Regions from separate parts of the Rattus norvegicus genome. Here region 1 is linked to region 2. A link is a contact called in public Hi-C data. All regions are on one chromosome and are shown on one strand. Each heading gives the region's core, a stretch centred on a gene start, on an enhancer-like site or on the middle of the called end of the contact. The rest is flanking DNA. Distances are from core to core; before and after follow the strand shown. Region 1 has its middle 49 kb from the start of Clec2g. Region 2 holds the start of Clec2g (C-type lectin domain family 2, member G).

The links. A called contact is a pair of places that touch in the nucleus more often than the background predicts.
Region 1: a Hi-C map of liver shows a contact between it and region 2, with 7 times the contacts expected there. The contact joins the enhancer-like site here to the promoter of Clec2g in region 2. A contact is called at or near these places in 10 of 12 Hi-C or Micro-C datasets (the A7r5 cell line, the Rat2 cell line, Schwann cells and 5 more).

Annotation. Positions count from the first base shown.
Region 1 is chr4:164,350,400-164,355,422 of GRCr8, reverse strand. No RefSeq gene overlaps it. Among named protein-coding and RNA genes, the nearest start is that of Clec2g, 49 kb to the right of the region's middle. Within about 2 kb of position 2,057, at least 54 of the 93 cell types and tissues checked have an H3K27ac peak or open chromatin away from gene starts, as enhancers often do. A contact at or near this core is called in the A7r5 cell line, Schwann cells, hepatocytes and 2 more, where this site is marked.
Region 2 is chr4:164,301,990-164,307,204 of GRCr8, reverse strand. Clec2g (C-type lectin domain family 2, member G) reads right to left here and starts at 3,312. Exons shown (of 5, transcript NM_001048075.2): 1 at 3,189-3,312. The coding sequence starts at 3,255. It also overlaps the pseudogene Rhox5-ps1.

The DNA.
Region 1 (5,023 bases), core at 808-3,307, 49 kb before region 2:
CGGCTAGTTGTCTGCTAAGCTAATGTATTCCAAAAGTCTTTTGCCTATTAGTCACAGGATGTGATAGTTCAACATAGACATGGTCTAGGAATTCAGACCTAAAGGAAGTCTGAGATGAGATAAATTACCCTATAGACAGGCAACATTCCCACCTCTTATCTGCCAACCTTGGCAGACATGGCTTCTCTTTAAGAATGCCCACTGACAGTGGTGGACAGTTCTGATCTGGCCTATAACCCCGCCCCCATCCTTGTGTGTAACTTTAACATGGACCCAGAAGCTATTGAGCCAGCTAGCCATAGTCTGAAACTTAGGCAACTCTTCTCCTCATAAGTTGGCCAATTCAGGTGCTTTGTTATATCATCAGAAAGTTGACACAATGTCCTTTACCAAGTAACTTTGGCCCATATTACCCTGGAACAGAATCCTCTGCATTTCTTCCTCATCTGTTTATTGTTCCTTTTGTAGACTTGACCTCTCTTGCACATCCTCCTCCACCTCCTCCTTTGTGCCAGAAAATTTCTCAGGCTTTTAATTCAATGGATCCATTAACTAGAATAATAATAACTTTCCATGCCCTTGTGTCACAGAGGCCTACTATCAGGAATTCAGATTGTTGTGTTTATAAAAAGATAAAGCAAGAAGGACTATGTTTTGGTGGATGTGTGGTAAAGTGTGGGAGAAAGGGGTGCCTCCACAGGCCCATGCTGAGGCATCCCCTCCCCCTGAGGTACCAGCCAGAGACCGGGCAGAGGGGCGAGAGGGAGAGCAAGAAGGCAAGAACAAAAGGGAAAGGAGGGGGCAATTAGCCCCTTTTATAGTGATTCAGGCATACCTGGCCATTGCCAGGTAACTGTGGGGCAGAGCTTAGAAAAAATGCTAACAGATGGATTTGTTTCCAAATACACTGTAAGAAACTCATTTAGATATGACCTGCCTTAGCTACAGAGTGAGTTCAAAGTCTATGTGAACAACTCTGTGAGAACCTTTCTCATAATGCATTCTGTAAAGAGGGTCAGAAATACAACTCTGAGATAGAGTGCTGATCCAGCACTCACAATGCTCTGGGTATGACACCTGTTGTGTTTTATAAAAAGATTGGAAAAGGCAGGGATATTTTTAGTGGAGGCGTGGTAAGGTGTGGGAGAAGGGGGTGCCTCTGAGGGGCCATGCTCAGGCATCCCTTCCCCCTCCGTAGTACCAGCCAGATGATGGTATAGTATAGAATAGAGTTTATTCAGGGCATGGGGAGGGGAGTTAAGAGAAAGGGAGAGAGAGAGAGAGAGAGAGAGAGAGAGAGAGAGAGAGAGAGAGAGAGCAAGCGCAGGCCAGACATGAGCACATGAAGAGAGAGGGGAGGGGAATGAGAAGAGAGGGGGAAGAGGGTAAGAAACAAGAGCAAAAGAGCAAGAGATTGAAAAGGGGTCTAGTAGCCCCTTTTATAGTGAGTCAGGCATACCTGGCTATTGCCAGGTAACTGTGGGGCAGAACCTAGACTAAATGCTAACATTCCCCAGTTTTGGTTTAATTAAAAAAGGAAAAATTAGAAAGAGGCAATGGTGGAGCAGGAATAGGGTCATCATGATCTTTAGCTACTTCCTGCTGACTTTGGGATGATGTGTCTCTGGTCATGATGTGACACTCATAAAGCTCTGGGTATTATACCAGGATCAATGAAATAGAAACCAATCTTAAACTTGGTTCTTTATTTCCGTGTAAGTCAAGGTCAGTATCATGCCAAAAGCCACAGCCAGGGACTTTCCATTTGTCATTTCTCAAGCACCCTGAGATGAGGTTGGTTGATATAAAAGTAAAATCCCTGAAGGCCAAGATGATCTACAAACAAGACTATAAGTTTTGTGAGCTTTAAAGCAAGAGAAACTTGATCTTTGTTTAGGCGCATTCTGCAAAGCAAGGCAAGGCCTGAGGTTCACATGAGGTTACAGGCAGTTTAGTTATGGCTCTTAGCCACGCTGCTGATCTCTGGCCTGGGCTTGTTTATCGCCTTGACTGTGTTTCATAAACATTTCTGGGAAACTCCTGGAGCAGTTGCCAGGCTCACAGAAATGGAATGCTGTGTGCACTCTTTGTTCAACTCACTCAGGAAATTAGGGTGGAGAATTCAGGACTCTAAGTAAAAGCATAATTCTATGTTATTTCCTTCTTTTATCATTTTTCAAATGAATAAACCATGAAAGGGGCATGAAGTCAAAGGTTATGTTGATTTTCTGATACTGTTTTACCAATACCTAACAGTTTCCTTGTCACACAATAGCTAGCTGTCCAGCCAAGTTCCGGTGGAATGACTGAGTGCTTCCTCACTGAGGCCTGCCCTACTAGCCAGCTAACGTCAGAACACCCAGGACCACTCTATACATGTAGACTGTACATAATTGTAGCTTTTCCTCCAAGGATTCCAGCTGAGCATCAACTGAAAGTTAGTTCAACCCCTAAAGAGGAAAAGATCAGATAGACAACCCTTGTCCTTCTCATTCACCATGAGAGAGCCCAGCTAGTAGATTAATAAACAAGAAGAGCCCCTTCTCCATTTCTGGCGATTTTGAACCGATAAGATCTTCAACTCCCTCCTGTAAGAATGGCCTGGAGAGAGTGCAGCTAAGAGGTTTTGTTAAATTTCTTTTTGCTTTTAACTGAAAAGTCAGCAACTCATTCTAAAGAACTCTCAAAAGCTGTTTCTTTGTGAAGTATTTCAATGCTTAAAATAAATAAAAGGCAAAAAAATCAGAGAGAACACGAGTTACTGGAGAAAGATGAGTAAAGACCTTCTTGTACCTTAGGCCGCAGAATCCAGGAGTTCAAGAGAGAGTAGGTGAAGTGAAAGGGGCTTGACTAGAACAAAGACTTGGTTACTAATGACATTTTACGTATTCATTAAGTAGATAGACATATCCTGCTAATGTGGGATGTTGATAATAGAGGAAATTGGCTGTGGGTATATGTATACATTAAGCCCTCCTCGAAATGCTATTGTGACTTGGCACTGATCTGAAACAGAAGGGGAATGACGTGTTACAGTAAAGAAAAATACAGGCAAGGGCTGTTCAAAGAGGAGAGACTCTATCTCCGAACTCTAATGTGTTTCTCTATCTGCAGCTTCAGATCATGGGGCCAACAGACAATTTTTTAAAGATTTATTTATTTATCTTATGTATATGAGTACACTGTAGCTGTCTTCAGACACACCAGAAGAGGACATCATATCCTATTACAGATGGTTGTGAGCCACCATGTGGTTGTGGGGAATTGAACTCAGGACCTCTGGAAGAGCAGTCAGTGCTCTTAACTGCTGAGCCATCTCTCCAGTCCCAGAAGTGTATATTCTAAAGGATGTCATACCCTTAAATGGAAATGAATGAGTTTCCCAGGCTCTGGTGTAACCTACAGTTACCCTGAGTTGTTACCCTGAGAAAATCTCCTTTTAAAGATTCAAAGTTTTAACCCAATTGCATGTCTGGAATTTAAACTGTCATTTTGGCTCTGTAAATCACAGATTACAGCCCTCCCTCAACACTGACTGGCCTCGTAGCTTTTCCTTGAAGTTCTTGTGGACCCCCTCGTTGACCCAAGAATGATATCCTATTCTGTATCTATGCAAAATCAGAATCACATGTCTGCTCTCATGCTCTACCATCAGCACAGACTGTCCTTGGATCAGCTCGGACGAGGACTGCGTGTAAGTGGCAAACAAAATGAACTGTCACAAGTCCAGTTTGTCAAGTGAGTACTTTGTGTCTCTTATTAATTGGTATTTAGTTTTTGAAGTTAACGATCAAGCCACAGATGTGCTGTACCTTCCCCAGCAAAGAGAGCGAAGTCCTAGACTAATGTTGACTTTCCTTTTTGATCCCATATCCTATGACATAAAATTAATAATATGTGAAACACAAAAGTAAAATCAATACATCCTATGTTGCATGATAAAAAAAGAGAAAACAAAAGAAAGATATTTACTCATTATACATTACTTGTGTTCACAGACTGTATATACAATACCAAGTCTGTTTACTCGACATGTGGTCATGGCTACTATTGACAACCGCCCTGTTTTACAACCTGATTCAGCACCACCTGCTCTCCAAGTGTTTTCCAGGCTTTCAGCACCATACTGAAGCCAGCTGGGTTACCTGGACTGGGTGTTGCCTATTTCTCTACCTCTCCAGCATTCAGACTCCCATTCATGTTGGAAAACCCAACTGATACTGAGTCAGCCAATACAATAAATCCCCTTTTCAGACTCTTTTCCCATTCTAGGCCATGTCAAGCTGAGTTGAGCTTAGTTGTGATGATCCCCTTTATATTATATATTCTATCAGTTCTGTTTCTCTAGAGGACCTTGCCTAATGCAAGTACTTAGTGCTACAGACATCTTGGTTGTTGAAATAAGGATATGCTTCTCTTCTGACACGAAGCATGCAATGGAAGAAGAAGAATCATTTGGCTACTGTCTTTGAAAGCTGAGAAAACCAAGATGAGAAAATCAGGACCCTCATTTTTTTTTCTTTTCTCTTTTTCGGAGCTGGGGACCGAACCCAGGGCCTTGAGCTAAATCCACTGAGCTAAATCCCCAACCCCCAGGACCCTCATATTAACTTTGTCTTTATAAAAGACAGTACATAAATAATCTAATGAGAATCAATAACCACTATACTTGTCTAGTATGTACAAAGCTCTAGATTCAATACCTAGCATTTATATATGGGATGGGGGAGGAAGAAAGGAGAAAATATTGACTTTGTATTTATAGAAGCCAGTGACACCAGGCTTGGCTTGCAGTCAACCTTTCTCATGCTGAGTTCAGTCTCATCCACTCCACTGATACATGGCCACCTACACTTCAGACGATTCCAAATGAAGGCATGATATTTTTTTACTGTCTTGTGTTTGACTTGACCTTCTGTAGCAGGCTTGTATAGCACTGAATACTTAATTCTAGGTGCCAGTGTGTAAGCCCCAGTGTGTAAGGAAAAAAGAAAATATTGACTTTGTACCACACCAATCTCTG
Region 2 (5,215 bases), core at 2,063-4,562:
AGAACTGCAGGGACAAAAATGTAGAAGAGAGCAAGAGAAAGGAGGTCCAGTGACTGGCCCAAATTGGGATCCAGCTCCAGGGGAAGCTACAAAGCCCCACACTATTACAAATGCTATGGTGTGCTTACAGACAGGAGCCTAGCCCTCTGAAAGGCCAAACAAGCAACTGAAAGATGCAGATATTTACACCCAAGCAATGGACAGAAGTTGTTGACCCCTGTGGTTGAATTAGGGGCTGGAAGAAGCTGAGGAAGATGGTAACCCCATAGGAAGACCAGCAGTTTCACGTAATTTGTACCCCAAAATCTCTCAGACACTGAGCCACCAACCAGGAAGCATATACTAGCTGATATGAGGCCCCTGACACATATACAGCAGAAGACTGCTTGGTCTGGCTTCAGTGAGAGGAGATGCACCTAACCCTCCAGAGACTTGAGACCCCAGGGGGTGGGAGGTTTGGTGGGGTGGGAGTAGAGGGGTGGGGACACTCTCTTGAAGATGGGTTGGGGGCACAGGGGGATGTGGAGGAATGGGATGAGAAACAGCCAGAGGGCAGACAAGAATGGGGATGACTACAGGACTATAAAAGAAAAGAAAAAGATTAAGGAAGAATAATAATTTCTTTAATTAAAAATGTTTTTTTTTATTTACATCTTACTACAACCCAAACATTTGTCAATGTTGACAACGTTGACCACCATGACTGAGCACTGAGGCAGGGGCATTAAGAAGGAAAAATTGGATCACATACTTGCCCCTGATCATCTCTCCCTCTGTCCAAATGTTCCTCAGTCTTGGGCTATCAGCAAGCTCTAGAGTGAGCCCTAAAACCAGCTTTCCTCCAGCTTACTTTAAGAGCTTAAGAGTCTGTTCACATAGTCGTAATTTTTTTTTTGTTTTGTTTTTATCTGATAGCTCCAACTGTCACCAACTTATTTCTGCTTGAGCTAATCTAACCCACAAGTTTCCGTTGGCTGTTTTAAAACCTTCTGCAAAGTAAAAGCAGATGTTGTATTTTGAGTTGCTTTCAAGTTTCTGACTCCATAACAAGTCTTAGATCAACCGTGCTTGGAACATGATCTCTTTTAAACAAAGGACAACTGTTTGTATTTGACACACCACTGAAGCATGTGAAGGACTATCAGACTGCAGGGATCCATGTGAACAGCTTCTGGAAAAACAAACATCAGGTCAGAGGTGGCCATGGCTTGGGAACAGAGGAAGGAAATGCCTGGGGAAAATCTGCAATGATCCTCAGGGAAATTATAGGTCTACATTCCATTGTGATGGGGGCATCATTAAGTCTTCAAAACTCATACAAACAATATGAACTATACTTTTGAAAAAGGTCCCACTGACTTTAACCACTAGATGTGTTCATTTTCACATATCACTAAGACAAAGTAATTGTAAGTATTATATAATGCCCTGTAGATTTTCCATATAGAATTCTCAACTTTTATATTTTGAGTTGTTTGTTGCTGTGACTTTTCTTCACATTGTATTAAAGTGTGTCTCTGTAGTTTCAATTGTTAGTTCTGTACCAGCAGAGTGTTAAGTACTCACAGGATTTTTGTATTATCATTCTTATGACCCATCACCTGCTTTTCTCTTGGTAAATGCTTGTACTTTTTCCACACAAATACAGAGAGGTTAGGAATGTGCTACAGAGCAGAACCTGGATGTCTTCTAGAAGAGACTCTAAGCACTTAATCATCCAGGTTCCAACAGTACTCCACACCAGACATTTCTTATACGATATGAGGAGTAAAATTTATGGATTAGTCTCTGTGTTTACACCAGTATAATTCTGATACTCTTTTTCATTCTGATACATAAACGGGAACTTTGCCATCCATCTTCTCATGCTGTATACACAAGGATCTCCTTCGAAATTCAAATGCCTCATACAGCACAGTTTGAACATAACTTTTGTACCTGTATTTAAAAGCAACATTGGAAATGATGTCTCAAGATAACCAAAGAAATGAAACACAGCTGGTTTAATTAAACATTTTAGCTTAATTAAAAAAAAAAAAAACTGGCTCAATACCAAACAAGTTATGGTTTCAAAGGAGTGAAGTGGCAAAATGCCTGAAGCTAGTTACGCAACAGCTGCACTTTGGACTAGGGCTCCAGTTCCAACATGGAATGTTTCTGTTGGCTAAATATTTGAGTACTTCATTTCAATAAGTTAACCCTGTAGAGGCAGAGGGAACAGGAGTTTCAGGCCAGCTTGGGGTAAAGTATGAGACTTTGCCAAAGAATCATCATCATCATCATCATCATCATCATTATCATCAGTAGTAGTAGTCGTAGTAGTAATAATAATAATAATAATAATAATAATAATAATTTCAGTTAGACTTCTTGGTTTAAGTGATAAGCATTAACATTTGTTGTGAATTTTGTATTTTGATAAATATCAATCTTGTTTTCTCAAAATCCAGTACTCTTCCCAAAATGAAAAAGAACCTAAGGTGAAGTAAAGTAACAAGAGTGAGGGGAAAAGCAGGAGAAAGAAATGCATACATTGAAGCATAGACAGTTTGAAACACAAGAAACACAATTTTGATTCCTTTCTGAGGACTGAAGTAGAAAACCTCATTACATTCCTTTTCTGTAGCTTACCAAGAGTTCAAAATGGAAAGAATTTAGTCCTGGTGGTGGGTTCAGCCCCCCACACTCACCCTCACCCTCACCCCGTGCCTCCATCTCCTTACAATTCTTTTTTAATTACAATGGATCTGCAAAACATAAGCCCCAAGCTTCCCAGGCAACTCCTGTCACTATGCACATTGCAAAGCTGACAATAGACAGGGACAGTAGAGCTAGCATTTTCTAAAGCAATTTGGTGTAATCCACCAGACTGCCCTGGAAAGAGTGAACTAGCAAACTAAGCACAAAGAAAGCTGTGGCTACAGCTCTGGCTCTTATAAGGTCATTTCTGTTCATTTCTCTTGCCCTAGAACTATTTAAGTATTGTATGCTCCAATAGAATAACTAATGTAACAACTTTATAGCTAATCCTGTCTGTGTTCTCCTGCTCTGCAAACCCACTGTGACAGGCTCACAGATGACATCCTGTTCTTATTCTTTTGTTTAAGATTCAGCTCTTTTGCCTTCCTGTCCCTGGTAAAGCTCCTCTCTGCTCTTATAGTTTGGTTCAAATGCTGTTAAATACATACCCATTTCTCCCTCCTGCAGGCTGCCTGTGGTATTGAGCATAGGTTGGGAAGCCTTTTTGGCACTCATCTCAGAGCTGAGAAGCTGGGTTCTGCTACAGGAGGGTTGAAACTGGAAAGCTGAGAGGCAAATGTGGGAAGTGCCAGTAGTACTTAACAGTGTTTAACAAGATGGGAGGAGCTCACAGAGATTGGTTCAAAGTGAAATGAAACTAACAGTAAAGGCAGAAGCCTTAGAGCAAGTCCAGTTTTACTGTCTTTCAGAAAATCTCCTTGAAAACGAAAGACGACCACAAAAAGAAAATATTACCAACCCTTTCCTGCCCCAAATACCACACATCAGACTGATTTTCTGGGTAGGTGAGCCCCATGTTGTAACAGCTCTGAGTTTTGAGGGCATTACTTACTGAGACACCCAGGGTAAGGTTAGAGGAGTCTGTGCTTCAAGAAGCCCAGATACAGAACCTCTAGGAGTCAGAAAAGAGAAACCTGGGGCACACAGTCAGTGCCAAACACACGTTTTGCTTTTCAGGGAATACGATCCTTTGTTCTGGAGTCAGACCGTGCCTCAGTGGATTCAGACTGTCTCATATTACATGTTTATATATAGAGAAAAAAATTTGCTAGTGGTGTGGAGACAGAAAGATAATGCTCACTGCCACCTTTATCAGCACAAGGAATGGCTCTAGACCAGTATTTCTCAACCTTGCTAATGCTGTAACATTTTAATACAGTTATGCATGTTGTGGTGACTCTCAGCTATAAAATTATTTTGTAACTTCATAACTGTAATTCTGGTACTACTATGAATCATAATGTAAATATTTGATATGCAGGATATCTCATTTGAGACCCCTGTGATAGGGTCATTTGACCGCACTCCCAAAGGGGTTGCAACTCACAGGTATAGAAACAGTGCTCTAGATTTTGACTATCTATGTACGTGGGTGTGACAGTCTGTGGAACCATGCAGGTGCCTGAAGAGGCCAGAAGAGGGTGTCAGATTGCTAAGAGCTGAATTCACAGGCTAGAAGAATTTGTATTTAGAATGTAGGTATCCCAAAAATGTAGCAACAGAACATCATCATCCTGATGCAAAATAAGTTTAGCATTATTTTTACCATTTAGGAACACATGTCGAGGAAATTTGTAAATATCTCAGATAATTTAAAAATATTTACGATAAAATATTTAGGTGATGGTATAATAGCACATGGCTCTGATCCCAGCACTAGGGAGAGCTCTGTGAGTTGGAATCTAGCCTGGTCTACATAGGGAGCTCCAAGCCCACCAAGGCTAAGTTTAAAAAATAAAATATTTAATATATTAATTACATAAAATAATATCTAATTAACATAGTAATATTAGATATAATATGTATATTATTAAAATGTGAGTTAGTAGAAACGTAGTCAGAGGGGTTTTGAATTCAGTTACTTGGGGTACTCAACTATCAATGTAATTGGAGATATGTCACACAGAGTTTCTGATGTCCAAGTGGTGATTTTCTCAGAGATCAACAAGTTTGAGGTAAGGATCTGAGAAATTTATCTTGTCAGGTCTTCTAGCACAAGAGGTAAGTCAGAAGCAACCTGACACCACCTTTTTCATCCACCCTGAAGGTGTTCTTTGATCAGGTCTTTTTGAACTAATGAAATTGCCTGGTTTTAGACCTCTTAACCTCTAGGAACCCATTATGGGCAAGCCTCTGTAAACAACTGGATGTTTTAGCCATCGTTCTTGTCTTTTTAGTTGTGAACCTAGCCTTGCATGGCTGAGCCATCTATTTAGCCCTTAGTTCATGACAAAGAACTTTACCATGAACAGTGTTTCCCTTTAGCAGAGATGGCTCATACAGTCCTTCCCCCATATTCCTATATTACATTGTGGTGAATGAGAATGGCCCCATAGGCTCATATCTCCTCCTCCTCCTTCCTCTTCCTCCTCCTCCTTCCTCTTCCTCCTCCTTCCTCTTCCTCCTCCTTCCTCTTCCTCCTCCTCCTTCCTCTTCCTCTTCTCCTCCTCCTCCT